3 separate regions of the Danio rerio genome follow, and regions 1 and 2 are each linked to region 3. Evidence: chromatin contacts called from public HiCAR-type data. All regions are on one chromosome and are shown on one strand. The core of a region is the stretch at or near the end of the contact, and the rest is flanking DNA. Distances in the headings are between cores, read along the strand shown. Region 1 holds the start of acadvl (acyl-CoA dehydrogenase very long chain). Region 2 holds the start of LOC110439932. Region 3 holds the start of trip6 (thyroid hormone receptor interactor 6).

Region 1 (3,666 bases), core at 407-2,906, 240 kb before region 3:
TTGAAAGTACATGCAATCTAAAGAACGAGGAAGGTTTCACATTTGGTGTGGACTTCTTAAGTTATTCTGACTGGGTTCAAGGACAGTGTGACAAAGTGACAGACAATTTCCATGGCATCACAAAAAGCCAAAAAAAAAAAAAAATGGCAGCCAAGTAGAGCAAAGAGCAATGACAAGGATCACATAACCTTCCCTGATAAGCCCTCACTCACACAAACAAAACAAATAATGTCTTCTTACAAAACAAACTGATACTGAATCAATCCTAAATAACTATATATGTCTCTTCCATCTCCAATTATAATTTCTAACACGTAGACTTGCTGTAGTTAAACCATAATATTTACGTGACACACAAGACCGCATGGTAAAACACAGACTGCCAAGCCTGTGTGTCATGTGAACTGGATGTGAACTTTACTCCAGATTTATATTATTGGGTGTCTCAGAACAAGCACCTGTTTTTTCCATGGGACCTTATTGGATTGGCCAGAGTAGTTCACAAAGTATGTAAGTGATATAACCACTTACAAAACAACGTTACAAAAAGTAATTATAAATACATAATAATAATGACATGAAGCCAAGAGTCTCACCTCTGCAGTTTGGCTCGCATAAAGACGAACATTCTGAACTCCCACAAGTGCTCCAGATTGCCGCTGTGCCCTGATAATTTGATCAAGCATAATCATAATTATTACATAATGACAGACAAATGTATTTTTAATTACCTTTAAGCATACATCACATGATGTATAAATGTATTTTCATGTTTTAGCTTTGCTATCCTTATATATGAGATTCAATATAATTTTATAAACATTTATCAATAATCAGCTTGTTTTCATTTGTTTATATGAAGCTAGCTGATATTATTTATATATTTTACAATTACTTAACAGGCTATGTAGTATATATAAACAGTAGTCAACATTTGAAGTGAATCGAAACATTTTCAAATTGACAAACAGAAATGAGTGTTGTTCAATAGGACTAGAAGAATTTCGATGAAAGGTTTTGATCCACTTCAAATGTTGACAACTGTATACATTATAAATTACCTACTTTATTTGACAGTCAACCTCAAATTTAAGTTAGTTGGCGTGTATATCCGATAATTTCCCCCCCCTCACTTAACGAAAACAGATAGTGATAATATTTTTAGTAACGTTAAACACAATAAGCTTTCTCGAGCTGAATGAAAACAGTGAGTCTCACCCAGTAATAGCCGGCTGCAGACGGAGGACGGAGCTGCAGATCGCAGGACTCGTAACTTTACGCAACAGCATTATTATGATGACGAGCAGGCCGAGATTCTTCTTTCTTGCCGAACGTTGTTTATCTCCGTTCAACCGGAAGTGTGGAACTTGCCTATGGATCGAATACGAATTAAAAAGTCAAGAAACGTTGATAAATAAAAGGACAACAACGTCCAGCAAGAGGTGAATGGGTTCTGGTCAAGACTGAGCGCCCTACAATGCAGCAGAACCTGTTTTATTTCGTCCTTGAGTGACTTTTCTCTTTTAGATTGTGGCTCTTCCCACCGCAGACCAGGACCCTCCTCCTGTGCACAATTGTGGCGACACACGAACACTTCTGATACAAAAGACTGAAATGAAATGGCAGTCAAAATATGAAAAGTCCTGTGATACGACGTTCCCTGAGTCACCGCGCTGCTTACCGACTACCGGAAGTACAGATCTTTTACGTTAGCACTGAAGGAAGAGTCATGTAACACCACTGATCTCAGATCAGCTTTTAAAGACACTTCGGGACAGGCGCTACAATACCGCCACATTTTGATTGGTTGAGCCTTACGTCTGTCATAGGATGTCTGTAGCTGTTGCTTAGCAACCATTCCACTATCAGTAATCTTGAAGATATTCTTGCATAGAAAAAAAACTAAAGAAGATATTTAGAAAAATGTTGAAAACGGGTAATCATTGATTTGCATAGTATAGGAAAAGCAAATACTATAAAAGTCAATGGTTACCACTGTTCAATATTTTTCTAAAATATCTTGTTTAGTTTTTGCTATACAAGTCAATAGTTCTCAGCTTTCTTCAAAATACATTCTTAAATTATATTAAGTATACAGTCAGAATGATTTGCCTCCTGTATAGTTTTTATATAGAGCTTAAAATAGCACACAGATGATGTTCTCTAGCTCCCTGAAACAGACCTTTTAAGGCTTAGATCCTAATTATGGTGACTGTCGCTTTAAATTTAAATGAGATTGTGCTCTTTTCAGAAGAGGGCGGAGCTACAAATGTCTATGTGTCAGCGTAGTGGCAAATGACAGAAATTACTGTGTATGTGTGTGTGTTTGTGTGTGAGACTGTGTGTTGTGTGATTCATACCCATAGGAGAATGAGCGGAAAGCCTTGAGTTCCACCAATGAGCTTCAGTATTCTAAAGTCTTTGTATCAGTTCAGTTCACAAAGAAATTTATTAGTTTTGTTTTGTTATGTGAACCCTTACTACATATTAAAAAATAACCGTTTGATTTATGAACATTTATTATAACATTGAAGGGGTTAACTAACACACCCATGGTATACATTCACAGAAAAAATGACTTCACCAGTCTTGTTTATTATTAAGGCAAAAAATATTGTAATTTTTATAAATTAGCAGATAAATACATACAGATTAAATATTGCCCGATTATTATTTGATGTATTTTTTTTTTTTTTTTTTGGTGGAGTTGCAACGATGAGTCACACACAATGTCGTTACAAAGTTCACGTACACACACACACACAGATACTAAGCAATTGTGACAGGATACACATTAATATTCACTCCTGTATGGATATCTGCTATGTTAATGTACAAAAAAACATTTTTTATTGCCACAAACCGGGACTGAAGCGTTTTCTTTTGTAACTGTGGTGACATGCGGCTGTGGTGATGAAGACAGTAAAATCACTGTAATTCATTAGAAACGTGCACGGTTTTAAAAAACGTTTTTAACATGTAAAACTCATTCTTGATCACATTTGATGATGATTTATGATCACAGCAAGCTGAACAGATCTTTTAATTCCAGTTGCTTTGCACACGTCCTGTCTTGTTGATATGAATATTCGTGTTACTATAGCCCCTTTCACACATACAGACCTTTCCGGAAAATTACCGGAAATTTTCCGAAAAGGTCTGTATCTGAACAGGCCCATTTACAAAAAACGGTAAATTCGTTCTGGCTATTTTCCGGAAAGAGAAGTTGTAACTTTACCGGTAATTTGCGGGAATGCTGCGCTGTCTGAAAGTAGAAGGAAGATTGCCGGAAAAAGTGTGTGTCATTCGGAAAAAGCGTGTTATCTGTCATTCTCACGCGGTAGATGCTCTGTTTAACTGTTTTCTTGCTAATAAAATGCTCAGTTTTTACGTACACTTACTTAACGTAATGTTAGTAGCAAATGCGCTTATGGCGCGACGCAACTGGCTCTTAAAGGGAATGGGAGATGAGACTCCGATTAATTTATTCTCAAAACACACCTATAACTCATTAAGAAAATAAACTCAGCCGTTTTAGACCATGCGCCACGGTGCAAAGCAGATTTTCCCGTCCTTAAAATAGCAAAAATGCATTCTGACACGCCCTAAAAGCATTTGAGCCGTGCGTTTTGCGCTCTGCGCATGGACTGTCAAAATAGAGCCCAT
Region 2 (3,338 bases), core at 168-2,667, 180 kb before region 3:
CTCAGACACTCATTACTGCACATTCCCAATTCACCTCTGAAAGGGAAGCTGTGGACCGCATGTTTGCACAATGTATAGTGGGACTGTCAGTGCCTTTCGGGCACATGAGGGCTGTTTGTAGCTGGGTGTGACTCGTCACCATAACAGACATGTGAGGTTGTTGCAAAACAACCCATAAACACAGCAACAGCACATGTTAAAATCATTTTTGGCTGAAATGAACCACACTGCCAGTAGACGTGTTTGTGGTGCTCTTTTTGCTGTTACAAAATCCTGGAACACATTCCCAATGACTTTTCTGTCTTGAAATGTAAAATATTCTAATTCATTGTTATGAAATGTTGTATTTATTGTATCTTTTAATTTGTTTAATTAAGGAGTTTTTCAGTATTACATTTGTATCAAATGATTGTGCCTAAATTATGTGTCATTTTTAAACTCGTTTCATGATCACAAATGATTTTTTAATATTAGATTTTTATAAAGTTAAAATATTGAATTACTGTATAATGCTACATTTGTACCAAATAAATATTTTTAAACTACATATACAAGTTTACCGTGTGTGTGTATAAATAATTTTATATTAGTTACTTAATTCATTCATTTTCTTTTCGACTGAGTCTCTTTATTTATCTGGGGTCACCACAGCGGAATAAACCATCAACTTATCCAACACGTTTTACACCGCAAATGTCCAGCTGCAACTCAACACCCATACACTCTTTCATTCACACACATACACTACGGCCAATTTAGCTTTTTCAATTCACCTGTACCGCATGTCTTTGTCAAGTGAAACAGGAGCAACCCACGCAAACACGAGGAGAACATGCAAACTACACACAGAAATGCCAACTGATCCAGCATGGGCTTGAATCAGCGACCTTCATGCTGTGAGGCAATTGTGCTACCCACTGCGCTACCATGATGCCTTATTTAATTATAAATAGTTATATATTTTACTCCACATGCCGATAAATGTAAAAGTGATATCCTGTTCCCATGAATCTAAACACTCTTGTTTGGTTGTCAGGTTCTCATACACCTCTATAAACCGAACACATGCTCGTGCATAAACTCCATTTTCTTGTAGTAAAAAACAGGGTCTGGTACACAAAAACAACCATAGTATATATTTGAAATATTATTGCACATAAAGTGCATTTTCAAAAGTTTACCATCTCCATAAGCGGTTTTTGTCATGTAAATGAACAGCTGTTAAAAAGTGCTCATTTTTATTTGACGCTGTGCAAATGTACACAACTGAAATCAATAAAAATAAGCATATGGGCAATTCTGCATGCACTTAGCTCTAAATGCATTCAGGTGGGCCTCATTATGATGAACAAAGTTGATCAACAATGTCAGTGTTTCAGGTAAGGCCACATTAATAGGGTCATTTTGAGCAGGTGTGACAAAAACTTGCACTATAGAGCTTTAAACATGTCTCATCATTGCTTTCTGAGGTAAGCATTTACATTCCATTTCAGTGTAACAGTTTATAGAGGTTTGGTTCTGTTGTTATGTAAGTAAAATCTTAAAATGAACCTGTTTTTATACAGATTGCTGTTGGTTTGTTTGACTCACTCTGTTGTTGGGTGTTTTCCTGGACTGTCTTTTGGTAAGATGTGGTTACAAGTATTATTGGAATAATTTGTTGCGTCAAATCAAGTATTTTTGTGTAAAGTATGAACTAAAGTGTCAAATTAAAACTGATAGGAATATTTATTTTATAATATTGATAACTAAATGTATTGTTGGTTTATTGCCAATCCATTTAGGAGACATCGCTGGAAATGAACCAAAGATCAAATTGCAAGCACTGGAAGTTTTCAACATTGCTGATTCTTCCATCCAAAAGCCAATAAAAGGCACTCTACTAAACAATTTAGTACAGTTTAACAGCAAATATCAGTGGCCCAGAGTCAACTCAGCCCCATACAGTCAGAAAAGCGATGGCAATGCCAAAAACCCAAGCTTTAGACTTACTGAACCAAAAGATCCTGCATATGTTATGAATTACCAAAATAAGATCTTGTCCAGCAGCAGAAATAATCCTGTTGATTTGTCTAGCGTCAAATATAATAAAGGACATGATGCCAAAACAAGCTATGCTTTCCAAACAGTCCAACAGGAACTCAATCCCTTCACAGGGAGCCAATGGAGCTCTAGTGATACAAATCTGGGCTTAAGGCTGGTGAAGATAGAAGGTCCGGTGGACAGAATGCATGCAGGAAATGTGTATAGATCTGAGACATTTGGATATCAGCCTATTTCTAAATCAGAAATGCATTCAGGCAGTCAACAACCATTACGACTCAATGAACCCTATTTGAGGGAAGATATCTCCGTCCAACCAGCACATGCTGAAAGAATCTCATCTAATTACATGTCCAGAAGCTCCAATGCAAACCATAATATGAGGTTCAAAAGTGATGCAAATGCCATGTTTGATCAATCCAATCAAAATGGGCCGAGGAGGGTCATGCCAATTATAGAAGATTTATCTTTTCTAGAAGCAAATCAACAAGTGCACAAATCATCGCCACATGTTTTTTCTGCTGGGACTGCAGCCCTTTCTCAAACTTCCCTGGGGAATGTGAGAGATTCATCTCTTTCTAAGATTCCCACAGTTCCAAGACTAATACCTTTAGTTGCAAAAAGGCCAAATTCAAATAGAGGTGACCTAATCTTTCCTTTAAAAAAACTTGTGATGTTTTCCTCTGAGCCTGATCAGATGAAGCATTCAGATTCTAGAAGGGTCACCATTCCACAAGCAAATCCACAAAACAGCTTAGAGTATGGAAATACGAAGTCTTATACAAACAGCTACACCCTAAAGGACATTCAATTGACTTCTGCGCAAAATGGTTACCAAAACATTGGACAAAGTTATCAGGATGTTGAACCTATTCAAACACGTCACACTCAGAAGTATGATGAAGTGGCTTCAGGTTTATCTGTTGACATCCCGTCAACAACCAATGGTGTCCTTTCTTACAAACAATTTCTGTCAGATGAGAATAACATCCGAAGCCAGCTTTCTGCATTATCTAAACCATCAATGCAAGGCACGTATTTGACCTCCCAAATACAGTTTCCAAAGAACACTGTGTTATTTTTGGAACGTGATAAGAGTGTTAATCTACCAGACATCACAAATGATTCACTAATGAAGACAAGTCAGCATAGCACGCGGCATAGGACGGATCTGAATCCTTCAGGCCAAAGTATAACCCATTCGTTATTTGTTAAAAAGTTTCCGGTGCCAAGTCTCGTGCCAGGCAACACTATAAAGAGTGCTTACAGTGTTAGTCCATCCGCGTCTGGCACAT
Region 3 (3,454 bases), core at 82-2,581:
CCCGGAGAAGCTGAAGCGCCGTAGTGCCGATATGAAATAAAGCGGCTGAGCAGCAGATGTCAGTGTTTCATCAATACACACACACACACACACACGTAGGCTCCAGCAGACCCAATGAAGTTCCCACATTCCACAGTAAACACCTCTTATGAAACGCTGCTTCATTTGGTTTATCTGGCCTACATGAGCGTGGGTCTAAATATCTGGGTTTTAGCATATTTATCCCAGCTTAGGCTTAGTTTAGGTCAGTTATTTTTTCAGGCACAGTCGTTATTAGGCTACTTCGCTTTGACCTTCATCATTTGAGTAAGTTTACACATCAGAAGCGATGAAAGCAACAAGTGGAGCAAAGCTAAGAAAAATGGTGGAGTATGTTTTTAATTTAAACAGCATTGAAATTAACCTTATTCAAATGATTTGATGCGCATCTTTTCATTCACCATATTGTGAGCCACAGTGTTATTGCAACTTGAATGTAAATGTTCCTTTGGGTGAGAGAGCCCTGTCTGCTTGGGTCTCCAGTATAATTTTATTTCAGTTTTTTTCTTTATATAAGACCAAAATATGTTTGAAATTGGTTAATTGGTGTATTTTGTACGCCACATTGTTAATTGAAATACCATGAAATGGTATAATATGTAACTAAATAAATGATTCATATAATAAATGACTCACTTGTATTTTTAAGCTATGCCACTGGTCAACTAGGACAACAAGGATTTTGCAATGACTTATATGAATGCTAAACCATTCAAATGTTTAGTGTAGTCAGGGTTCCCACACATTCATGAACATCAGATTCAATTTTTAGATCAAGATCCTGTAATTCACACAACTAGCATGTGCACCACCATAAAACTCATTCATGTACTTATTTACATTAAAAAAATGTCATATTAATGATGTTTTGAATGTCACTTAAAAATGTTGACCATTTTAAACAATCATGTTCAAAGGAATTTATTGAAATTTGTTGAATGCAATACTAGTAATATTTAAATGGGTTTCTGAAATATTGATAAAAAGAGCTTTATTTCATTGTTTTTTTTTTACAAGACTTAAATGTAATGTTTTTAAATAAAAAAATTCTATTTTTTTTGTTCAGTTTTTGACAGCAGCACAGTACATTTGTTGAATTAACACCATAAACTTTAAATTGAAGTCCTTTCAAGAACCCATGTTTGTTTTAAAGGTGGCCTATTATGAAAATCTGTGTTTCTAGTGAGACAATAATGAAAATTTTCGTCCCTTAGTTATTTGTAAGCGTGCTTTTCACCTACTACGTTTCTGGGACTTTTATTTTAAAAACATGCGGCAGTTTATTTACTGTGCGTTACTGGGCAACAACAGCACGAGGCACGTTAAAAACTGGCCTCAGGGACGCAAAAGGCAAGATTTACAGATTATACATTTTTCATTTCCACTCCAAAGAGCCATATGGTATGTTTTGTTACATCTTTTGGTAATTTATCATGATTATTGTGAAATTTAATGCGTTTGTTTCAACAGACACTGTAGACTGGTGAATCGTGTCAAATCACTCAGCTCAACTGTCATCTGTTTCGGCTGTGTTTTCTTTGAATATAGCTTAAAAATACAACAAGATACATCTCTATCACTCTCTGTTAGCAAGTTTTATTATTAGTTAGCTTTTATCCAGAGCAAAACAGGTTAACTTTACTCTGATTGGGTTTATAACGGTCCGTGTTCAGCGTACATCCTGCTGAGCGTTTGCTAAGTCAGAGCTGAGCTCAATAATATTCACGACACGAGCCATATATGGTCAATCATGGGCCTTCTGATTCTCTGGACATTTTTTGAGTAATTAATTAGCTTATTAAACCGCTTCTGTATATTTTTTGAGCTTACCGAAGCCTTTAACCTACTATGTAGATATCAGAAAACAATTTAGCTTTTTAAACCCATGCAGTATTCATTCATTCATTCATTTTTTTGTTGGCTTAGTCCCTTTATTAATCTGGGGTCGCCACAGTGGAATGAACCACCAACTTATCCAGCACGTTTTTACGCAGCGGATGCCCTTCCAGCCACAACATACAAAATGTCGGCCTGACAAATATCTCAATTAAGACAGGTATCTCAAACTGTCAACAAATTGTAATTTTAGCGCAGCCTCTTTAAGCAGACGTATGTCACTCGCTCGTACACGTGTAGAATCTACAGCTAACAGAGAGACGTCATCTGGCAAACTCTGCATCAACCTGAACTTCTTTCTGAAAGACCAACGTGGCCTTGTATGAATGAAAAGAAAGAATGTTTCTGAAAGGGCTTCTGCCAAAAATGCAGAATCAAAACTTTTCTAAACCCTGAATTAATATCGGAATTACTTTTGTACGCTGGAGGGAAATGACGTTATGCAGTTCAAAACAATGATCTGAAGGGTGACACCACGGATGTATTTCTTTAAGACGAGTATGTTTTAAAACTATTTTAGCCACGCAAAACTTATGTAGACTGTCTATATGTCACAGTTTGTAGACTGTGTTGTTGTTTATGAATGAGTTTATATGCATGGAAGTGTTTCTGTTTTTAGCACTCCTTTTATCTGATCTAATTTTTATGTAGTCTAATAACAAAACAAGTAAATAGTGCTCTTCCACCTAACTAGCCTTGCTGAGGTGAAGTTTGATTTTGATTCTTGAGGACTGTCAATAACTATGCTTAATAAAGAGCTAGTCTCCATAGAGTTTTCTAATTGGTGAATGACATGGTCTAGTGTGATATCTAACTGGTGCGCGTTCATGACTTAATGAAGTCATGGCTTTGGATGGCAGGGGAGGGAGGTAAAATTTCTAAGCTATCATGCTAATGCTAGCATTCTGGCAGATCACCTACTGCACCTTTAACTGTTAGAAAATGACAGTAGAGCTACTATTTTGAAAATAAATCAAATAACCACAAAATTTTTAAACTTTCTATACATCGAGAAAAAGTAACACAAAGATTTTTAACACTGACAATGTTTCAGATTGTTGACATCATCACAGACTAATCTCTGAGGAATTCCATTGGAGACTAAAGAGGAAGAAGCTGAAAATACAAAAGCCCCCTATCTCAAAAATAAAAGACAAGACAAAAAATAAAGTGTAGAAAACAGACATAGCATTTTTATTGACGACATTAAAACATTGTTCCAATAAAACCCAGCTGTCTTGTTATGTGCTTTCCTGGAAAAATAAAGCGTAACAGGCACATGATGTTGGCTGGTACTGTGCTAAAAGGTGAAACTACCCGATTGGCTCGCACAGTGAGGTCTTTTCAACCTTTAAATTAGATCAAAAGTCAACCTGCACAGCGTAAAGCTATAAAGTTCAAAGGGTCAGATGATGAAATGTTGCTAAATGTTATTTGGAGATAGACTGTACTGAGGCAAAATGACATCTACAGGCCAAACTGCATTGTAAAATTGCATAACTACAGTGCATCTGAAGGC

The links. HiCAR-type assays count read pairs that join an accessible place to other places.
Region 1: a contact with region 3 is called in a HiCAR-type map of caudal fin, with 2.8 times the contacts expected there. The contact joins the promoter of acadvl here to the promoter of trip6 in region 3. A contact is called at or near these places in 1 of 18 Hi-C or Micro-C datasets (caudal fin) and 1 of 4 datasets of contacts at active chromatin or transcription factors (caudal fin).
Region 2: a contact with region 3 is called in a HiCAR-type map of caudal fin, with 4 times the contacts expected there. The contact joins the promoter of LOC110439932 here to the promoter of trip6 in region 3. A contact is called at or near these places in 3 of 18 Hi-C or Micro-C datasets (caudal fin, hematopoietic stem cells and an unstated tissue) and 1 of 4 datasets of contacts at active chromatin or transcription factors (caudal fin).

Annotation. Positions count from the first base shown.
Region 1 is chr7:20,277,475-20,281,140 of GRCz12tu, reverse strand. It overlaps acadvl (acyl-CoA dehydrogenase very long chain), which reads right to left and starts at 1,656. Exons shown (of 21, transcript NM_212611.1): 1 at 1,490-1,656; 2 at 1,219-1,371; 3 at 597-666. The coding sequence starts at 1,289. LOC141375342 (a long non-coding RNA gene) reads left to right here. Exons shown (of 2, transcript XR_012383237.1): 2 at 1-1,585.
Region 2 is chr7:20,217,523-20,220,860 of GRCz12tu, reverse strand. It overlaps LOC110439932, which reads left to right and starts at 1,417. Exons shown (of 3, transcript XM_021477767.3): 1 at 1,417-1,469; 2 at 1,566-1,624; 3 at 1,785-3,338. The coding sequence starts at 1,447. It overlaps si:ch73-335l21.4, which reads left to right. Exons shown (of 2, transcript NM_001386727.1): 2 at 1-547.
Region 3 is chr7:20,033,977-20,037,430 of GRCz12tu, reverse strand. trip6 (thyroid hormone receptor interactor 6) reads left to right here and starts at 1,331. Exons shown (of 15, transcript XM_073908313.1): 1 at 1,331-1,389. It overlaps acap1 (ArfGAP with coiled-coil, ankyrin repeat and PH domains 1), which reads left to right. Exons shown (of 24, transcript NM_001080579.1): 24 at 1-663. The coding sequence ends at 40. It overlaps slc16a13 (solute carrier family 16 member 13), which reads right to left. Exons shown (of 6, transcript XM_001920215.8): 6 at 3,104-3,454.